Linked DNA regions of Arabidopsis thaliana: region 1 is linked to region 2. The links are chromatin contacts, called in public capture Hi-C maps. All regions are on one chromosome and are shown on one strand. The core of a region is the stretch at or near the end of the contact, and the rest is flanking DNA. Distances in the headings are between cores, read along the strand shown. Region 1 holds the start of AT4G08360 (KOW domain-containing protein). Region 2 holds the start of UMAMIT20 (nodulin MtN21 /EamA-like transporter family protein).

What was found. Capture Hi-C pulls out chosen DNA fragments and counts their contacts.
Region 1: a contact with region 2 is called in a capture Hi-C map of seedling, with 1.9 times the contacts expected there. A contact is called at or near these places in 1 of 26 Hi-C or Micro-C datasets (root) and 3 of 3 other capture datasets (root, seedling and shoot).

The regions. Positions count from the first base shown.
Region 1 is chr4:5,294,367-5,298,618 of TAIR10.1, forward strand. It overlaps AT4G08360 (KOW domain-containing protein), which reads left to right and starts at 1,390. Exons shown (of 3, transcript NM_116905.3): 1 at 1,390-1,663; 2 at 1,860-1,942; 3 at 2,336-2,718. The coding sequence starts at 1,567. The coding sequence ends at 2,581.
Region 2 is chr4:5,236,240-5,240,538 of TAIR10.1, forward strand. UMAMIT20 (nodulin MtN21 /EamA-like transporter family protein) reads left to right here and starts at 2,534. Exons shown (of 7, transcript NM_116898.4): 1 at 2,534-3,042; 2 at 3,197-3,259; 3 at 3,396-3,512; 4 at 3,587-3,833; 5 at 3,932-4,090; 6 at 4,165-4,299. The coding sequence starts at 2,849.

The DNA.
Region 1 (4,252 bases), core at 140-2,639, 57 kb after region 2:
ACAATGAATAATACGTTGATTCTACACATTGATTCTAACAAATATCTAAATATCATATATCGAATATGAGTATATGAAAAAACAGAATGGATCATGATATGCTAAAGAACATGATAGTGAGTTTAAGCACTGTATCTCTGTATCATGAAGAAAAAAATCACGTAAATATATATATAGATCTATTATGAATGAATTATCACGATGGTATCATCACCCAATCAATGTGACCTTTGTTCTCGATGATTTGGAATTATACGATAAATTAAAGTTTAATAGGTCTAGACATTCAGATACACATACCCAATCGTTTTTTTTTTGGGTTTCGGGTCTCTTTGGGTAGGGGTTGACAATCTTGATATTCTAAAATTTTTGTTTGGGTTCGGGTTCGATTATTTTAGTAAAAAAATAAATAAAAAAGTCCAAAAATAACCAAAAATTCCAAAATAGTTTTGGGTTCGGATCAGATTTTTTATTCATATATACTAAAATCTGACCAAAATACCCGATTACGAGAAAATACATTGGTTACTCTTTACCAAATGTAAACAAAAATACTTAAATTACTTAAAAGAAAAAATAACATTGATTACTTTTATCTCAAATATATCCAAATATATATGTATTACTACAAAATATATAGTATATCCAAATTTATAATTGTAATTTTGAGTATTTAAGGTATTATAAATATAAATATAACTAATATTTTTAAATGTATATTTGTATTCGGGTATCCACGGGTATTAGATTTGGTTTAGGTTGAGTTCGGTTTTTTTTTTTTGATTGTAGACCTATTCGGGTAATTTTAAAAATTAGACTCGGGGTTGGCTAGTTTTTTTTTTTGGGTCAAGTAGTACGACATATGTAAGAAAAATAAAGCTAACTATTCTAACATTACCGTTCCATTTTTGACAGCTCACTGTAACATTATAAACAGACATTACAAACCAAATAAATTCTTTTTACAAGCCTAAAAGTCATATTTGCAAGCCCAACACTAATCTGCCCAGTAAACAATAATTAGGGTTTCAATTAAAATTTGGAAAAATCACGGTGTCAAGAGTCAAGACATAACCAAAGCCGAGATTTGGAGATGAAAGAAAACTAGATCGAGTGATAGAGGAGAGGAGAGAAAGAGGAGAAAAAGAGAGAATAGAAATTGGATTAGGAAGTGGGTTTGCTTTTAGCCCACGTAAGTTAGTTTGAAAGTCAACGTGTTGTAATTTGTAAACCTAATTGGATTAGAAAGTGGGGTTTGGTTTATCCCATAACTTAGCACCTCTATTTATATAAAAACTCTAGTCCTAATCCTATTAGGAAAGCACTTATTTAGATAACTCCTAAAGAGATTTGAGCTTATCACTTCCTAAACCATAACTCGGTTAGGATCTAAACCATAACTCGGTTTAAGATTACTTTTATTCTTATGCTTTCTTTGAAGCTTAATCCATGTTGTAATTTGTAAACCTAATTGGACTTGGGTTTCATAATCCTAGATAGATAGTCACATCAAATCATTCGATTTAAGAGAGATCAGTTCGAGGAACCAAAACCTGAGAGACAAACATGTCTGATCAAGTTTCCGGTAAAAGCACTAAATTTGGGAAGGTAAAAATAACTTCAAATAATATGGATCATCATTCATGTGCCGAAGAATATTCAGGTAATATATTCAACACTCTACGTGCTAGATTTTGTTTTTTTTTAATTGCATGATCAGTCTTAGCAATTAAATAGTTAGGTGTGAATTCCTTTTAGTATTGTTGAATTCCATGCATCTCCTTTATGTTCGTCAACGTTTCATACGCAAGATGTTTCACATCTATGGCTATTTTCTTAGCTTTTCGTATTTGCCACAGATGAGGATGTTGAAGTGCGGTTCATGCCTGATATTTTGGTTACCGTACACAACAGCGAAGTAGGCGTCATTCGAGATGTCTCGGTGAGTCTTTTGCCTTTAACCAACTCCAGAATTTTATTTAATACAAAAGAGAACAGATAATGATAAACAGGATCACCACAATTCAAAGACAAAAGGACCGGCGATATGATGCTAGCTTCCAATGCTGGCTCCAAAGTCGGTTTTTAGTCTTCTAAGCTTTCTTTACGAAGAAAATCTTAGCTCTCAATCTACCTCCTATATATAAATTACGATGCACTTGATGTAAAAAAGTTTATTTACTTTTGAATCTTATTTAACATTACGTACATAAAAAAAATAATGATAAACAAAACCATACAACAAAGTTCAATGATCTTGATTACGAGAAGTGATTATAAATGATAGCTCCTTTCTAACGCATACATTCTTCCCATGTGCTTACTTTTTTGTCAGGATGGAATGTGTAAAGTGTCTCTTGGGTCTGGTGGGGAAGGTGACACTATAATGGTCCCCTCAAGCGAATTGGAGATAGTTCGTCCAAGGAAGAGTGATCATGTGAAAATCCTTGGGGGTTCATACCTTGGGCTTACATGTAAGCTGATCGGAATCGACGGGTTGGATGCTATTGTTAAGATAGATGGTAATCTTGACGTCAAGATTCTGGACCTGGCCTTATTAGCCAAGTTTGTGCAACCATGATAGTTTTAATGAAAGTTTAGTTTCATCTTGTGAGACCGTCTATTATAATTTCAAATTTCTCTACATTTGTATTTGTTTTCTACATTTTTAGTTTAGCATGTTGGTCCCCTCCCTTGCAAGATCCCCTTACTTTTTTTCCAACCTATTATGAATAACTATTGATGCTAGATTTATCAAGTGAATTAAAGATTCACTATATGACCAAAACAAGAACGGCTTTCGCTAGTTTATTTGAAGCCATTGAACAAGACATATGGTGTAAAAAGAAAAGATCGCGTTGGCTACATTGTTCAATGACTTCTTCTCTTTGACACTCATGTATATTCTCATTCACTCCATCGTTCATCAAAAGTTTCAGGGTTTTTGAAATATGTGAATAAGCATTCTCTTGAAATATGTGATTCTATTGATTTTCTCTTCCATCTCCCCTTGTTTCTCTTTAATATGATGTAGTGAGTTTGCATCAATGTAAGATTGTTTGTTCTGTTATACAAACACAACAATTAGGGGTGTCAAAATGAGTTGTTAGCTCATGAGCTGGCTCAGCTCGACTTGATTATTTATGAGCTCGAGTTTTATTTTTAAAAGATCATTTAATAAATGAGTTTAATGATTGAGTTTTATTTAGCTCGAGAGTTATACGAGCTAGCTCATGAGTTTGGTTTTTTTTCTGAAGTAATATATACAAAAAGTTAACAATAAAAAAAAATATATATTTTTTCTATTAAAAAGAGAAATATATTTTAGAAAATATATAATTTACAGAATAATATTAGAAAATATATAATTTATTTATTTGCATTAGCTAACGAGCTAGCTCATTTAGCTTGCGATCAAGATGATCTGAGTCTAAATTTGTATTTTAAAACTTATATAATAAATGAGCTGAGCATAGCTCCCTTTTTCTCCGCGCTCATCATGAATTGAGCTAAGGTGAGCGAACAGGCTCATTTTGACACCCCTAACCACAATATGATTATTGTTTCAATATTTTTAGATATTTTCAACAGATGTATGAGCAGGGCCGGCCTTGACATTTTGTGGGCCAAAGCCCAAAACAAAATTAAAGTTAATTTAGAAGTTTTAAAAATTTGGGGCCAATTATTGGAAAAATGAATAAAATAAGGGTTGTTTTGTAAATAAGTTTTGCTGAATAAAAATGGAGGCCACAGCAGATGTTTCATTTTGTTGTGTCCACGGCCAGCCCTGTGTATGAGAATGGTAAATCTTGAATAACTAGGAAGATTAGAGAGGCCATTGATATGGGTGTCATCCGGAATGTTTCGCTTAGTCTTTTGCCTTTTCACAACCTCCAGAATTTTTTACTCTAAAAGATAAACAAAACCAGAAAGTTCAATATTAAATTGTTTAATTAGCTATATTAGTATCAGATTTTGTCTAAAGAAAAAGCAGAAAAGAATATGTCTTTGCTAAACTACCCTTGAAATTTGGACTTCCATTTTTTTAGAACATGTACAAAATGAAGAATACAAACTCTAATATTCGTAAAACTCTAAGAAATGTATTCTTAATATTTTAAACGAGGTTTTATCTTTTAAAAATTTACTTTTTCAAATTAAATTACAAATTGTTTCCTTCAAATCACCCACATTCTTTTAAATCACAAATTGTTTTCTTCTATTTCCTCCTTTTTAAATTTGCTTAGAGAAG
Region 2 (4,299 bases), core at 1,284-3,783:
ATCCTCAAATATGTGTTTATTGGCATCATGATCATTAGTACTTTCATGTTGAGGGTTAAGTTTACATAAATCACAACTCTGGTTTTTACTTACAATGATTTGTGATAAGAACTCTAACTTTTGTTACTTAAATAATTTTTCTTTTGGAAAATGTTAGTTCCTTTCCTAGATCAATGATAAACACAAAAGTAAATATGTTTAATACGAGCTATCAAATTACTAAAGCCTAAGGATCTATCAAATGGGTGGACAATTCTATATGATTTCAAAGTGGTGGTTTATATTCCTATTAACTTAACCAGCAATAAGATCAAAGTTTTATTTGTTAATCCTATTACAACTCAGGTTTGGGTCACAGTCCAGTTTGCAGAGATACTCTCTAAACACAGTTCAAGAATACTTTCCTTAACAGACTTCCATGTTTTCTAAAATATATTTGTTCCTTTGTCAGGCTAACCCTAGCATCAAGTATGATGAAGGAAAAACAAATTGTGTATGATGAAGGAGAGAAATCCTTACATACGGCAAGTATATATATATATAGGCTATGAATGGTAACATAGACCGCACTCAAAACTGCATCGTAACAGTGCTGTAACAATATCAAAATCTCTACATATACATATGTATTTATGTATTTTTGTTACTATTTAAACCGCACCGAACTTCTTCCGCACCGCAAAACGTAGTCACCATTCGGACCCATAACTTTCAAGGGATAGATCTCGGGATTAGCAGTAATTTTGTGCTAGCTCCTACTATTAGCATTAGCAGATATATATATATATATATATTAATACCTAATTAAGTAAAGCAGGAAGCTGATTCACATAGAATTTGGGTATTACTCAGCAAACATCATAAAAACTGAAAAACTCAATACAAGTTTGAAAACCCACACTAATATAAGACATGGCACGTTTGCATTATGCTTCCTATATTACCGACTAAATTAGTGATTGTCACAAGTAGCCGACAACTTTTGGACTTAATTAGCAACAGACTTATTGCTTCAGTAAGAAACCAACAGATAAGCGATGGGCATAAATGGTATGTGGCTTTTTCATCCTGTTTTCACGTTTTGAACGTCAAGAAAAAAAATTAATAAGGGATTTTTGAATCCATCCCGTACGTTTTATATTTATAAATAGTTTAGATAAACCTTAATTCCTCAACTAAATACTAGTTTCTTGGCATCTTATAAAGAAACTATATGCATTTTTATCCCTAATAATATAGTCTGTAGCGTATTTGCCTCCATATATTATCGCCATATTATCATAGACTGCATCTCATTTAGGGCAAATGTAATCATAGTTTTTGTAAAGAATTGAACTACCTCTTCGCCTTTTTTTTTTATATAAGACAATTCTTTAGTTTCTATCTATGGTTTAATTTGTATTTTGACGTGTATGATACTAATTAAGATTATGCTATGTTTTGAGTTTTAGTTGAATAAAATTTAATTTGTAATAATTCTAAAACAATAAAAAGTTTAGTGTAATTTTTTTTAACTAGAACGGATTAAGAGTTAGGACTGATGTTAGAATCGCAGTTTTTTTTTTATGGAATGACGTAAAAGAATTCTTTAATAATCTTACTTGGCAATATTAAATGGAACAACTTAAAAGGACTAGACAATATTATTGGCGTGATATCCAAATAATTACGGTTTAACAAAGAATAAAATGGGGAAACCCTTTGGTATATTGGTTATCTAAGAGTTCATTAATATTTATATACATTAAGAGGTTAGAGTTTCGAGGTCAAGATATTATGTTTATTTAAAAATTTGCAGATTAATAGAGACAAGTGTGTAGGAGATCTCCAACGATATTCAATTATAACCGTTCGTCAGAATTCTACGCAGATAGAACGTCGTTAGGTCATAGATCATTGAAAGTGTCTATCAAAAGCATGGAGATTAAAAAAGAAAAAAGATTTGGAGAAAGAAGTGACTTTTGTCCTGGATCTATTAAGAGTCGAAAGAAATCGTCCGTTATACAATCGTGTATATAACAATTCTCATAATTTACAATTTATAATACCGAAAAAATATAAAACAAAAAAAAAATATTTTAAATAGAACGAATCAGCCTCAACAAAAACCTTTTTTGAAAATGGAAAAGCTTAGGCTGCTTTAACACGCCCAATCTCACACATACATATTCTCTGTTTTCTTCTTTCCTTTTTGTAAAAGGGTTTGCTAATTCTCTGCTTTGTTTTTTTTTTGTTTATTAATTCTTTACATTTCCTACAAAGAAAAAGACAAGCATGAATAACTAACAGCGGTTATACTGGAAATCCGAAGTCTTTTCCACGTGCTTTCTGATGAACATTTAACATAAAACGTTCGGACTCTTCGTGACACTTAAACCAAACATACACGTACGTAGCTAACAATAGACGTGTAGATTTTAGGTTTACGTGTTTTTCAAGTTGGGCAAGAACAAAAAAAAAAAGAGAGCCTATGACGTGTGCAACAGGATAATAGTGTTAGCAAAAGAAATCATCAGAGCCATTATATGATATTGTTTGCTTTTCAATTCCATGAACGAACCCATACCAATCCAAAACAGCAATTATCATCTTTCTTTATTGAACAAACGTATCTCATTGGTCGTGTCCTAATAAATAATTATATTTCATATACATGTATATACTTTATAGTTTTTGTTTTTCCTTTTGCTACTCTACATGACTCTCGATCGAGGGAAAAAACTAGTTCTCATGTTTATCCAAAACTCTATATCACCTTTTTGATGTTTTTATATAAGAAGACTTGTTCATCCATACTCTTTCAATAACCTTGACAGAAAAAAAAAATAAACACAAAATTTCAATAACCATGGAGGGTGTTAGTGCAACTATGCATAAGTTAAGGCCTTATTTGTTAATGATCTTTTTGCAATTTGGAGCAGCAGGAACATATATTGTTATTATGGCCACTCTTAACCAAGGCCAGAACCGTTACGTCGTAATTGTGTATCGTAATCTTGTGGCTGCTCTTGTCCTTGCACCTTTTGCACTCATCTTTGAAAGGTCAGTCTATGTTTAAACAATATTTATAATGTTCTTCTTTTAGACACAGTACTACTATACATTTCATTGTTTCTTAATTAGCATGTTGTGGTCTAATATGTTTCTTCCTGTTACTAAAACATAAAATCGGATTATTTTGGTTTTGGTTTTGTAGGAAAGTGAGGCCGAAGATGACACTATCGGTTTTGTGGAAAATAATGGCACTTGGTTTCTTAGAGTAAGGACTAAGCTTTCCATTTCACATTCTTAAGTCAAAACAATAAACATTATGTTTTGGGGAAAAAAAACAATGATATTTCATAAAGTTGCAAGTACCTTAATACATATATGTTTTTGTCCCGGCTTGTGTGTAGGCCAGTCTTGGATCAGGGTTTTGGTTACTTGGGGATGAACATGACATCAGCAACATATACATCTGCGATCATGAACATTCTTCCTTCTGTCACATTTATAATAGCTTGGATTTTAAGGTAATCTATGGTTTAAACTTTGAACACATCTTTAAAACCGAATTGATTGTAATAAACGGGTGATATGTGAATAGAATGGAGAAAGTTAACATAGCGGAGGTACGAAGCAAAGCAAAGATCATTGGGACATTGGTGGGTCTTGGAGGGGCACTAGTAATGACATTGTACAAAGGTCCGCTTATTCCTTTACCGTGGTCTAACCCGAATATGGATCAACAAAACGGACATACAAATAATTCACAAGACCATAACAATTGGGTTGTTGGAACCTTGTTGATTCTCCTCGGTTGTGTTGCTTGGTCTGGTTTTTATGTTTTACAGGTACGCTCCTTACTTTTTTGATCATACGTAATATATACTTATCAATCCACAAACCAAGTAATATAAACTTCGAAATTTTTGTTAATTGGTTGATTCAGTCGATAACAATAAAGACGTACCCTGCCGATCTTTCATTATCAGCCTTAATATGCCTAGCCGGGGCTGTCCAAAGCTTCGCGGTAGCGCTTGTGGTGGAGAGACACCCTAGCGGATGGGCGGTTGGTTGGGATGCAAGGCTTTTTGCACCTCTTTATACAGTAAGATTATATATATTAGTTTTAACCATAATCAATCAATTGAGACAAATATCAACAAATTTGATTTAATGAAGGGAATAGTTAGCTCGGGGATAACGTACTATGTTCAAGGGATGGTTATGAAGACGAGAGGGCCAGTTTTTGTTACTGCCTTTAACCCTCTCTGCATGATTCTTGTAGCTCTCATTGCCTCTTTTATTCTTCATGAA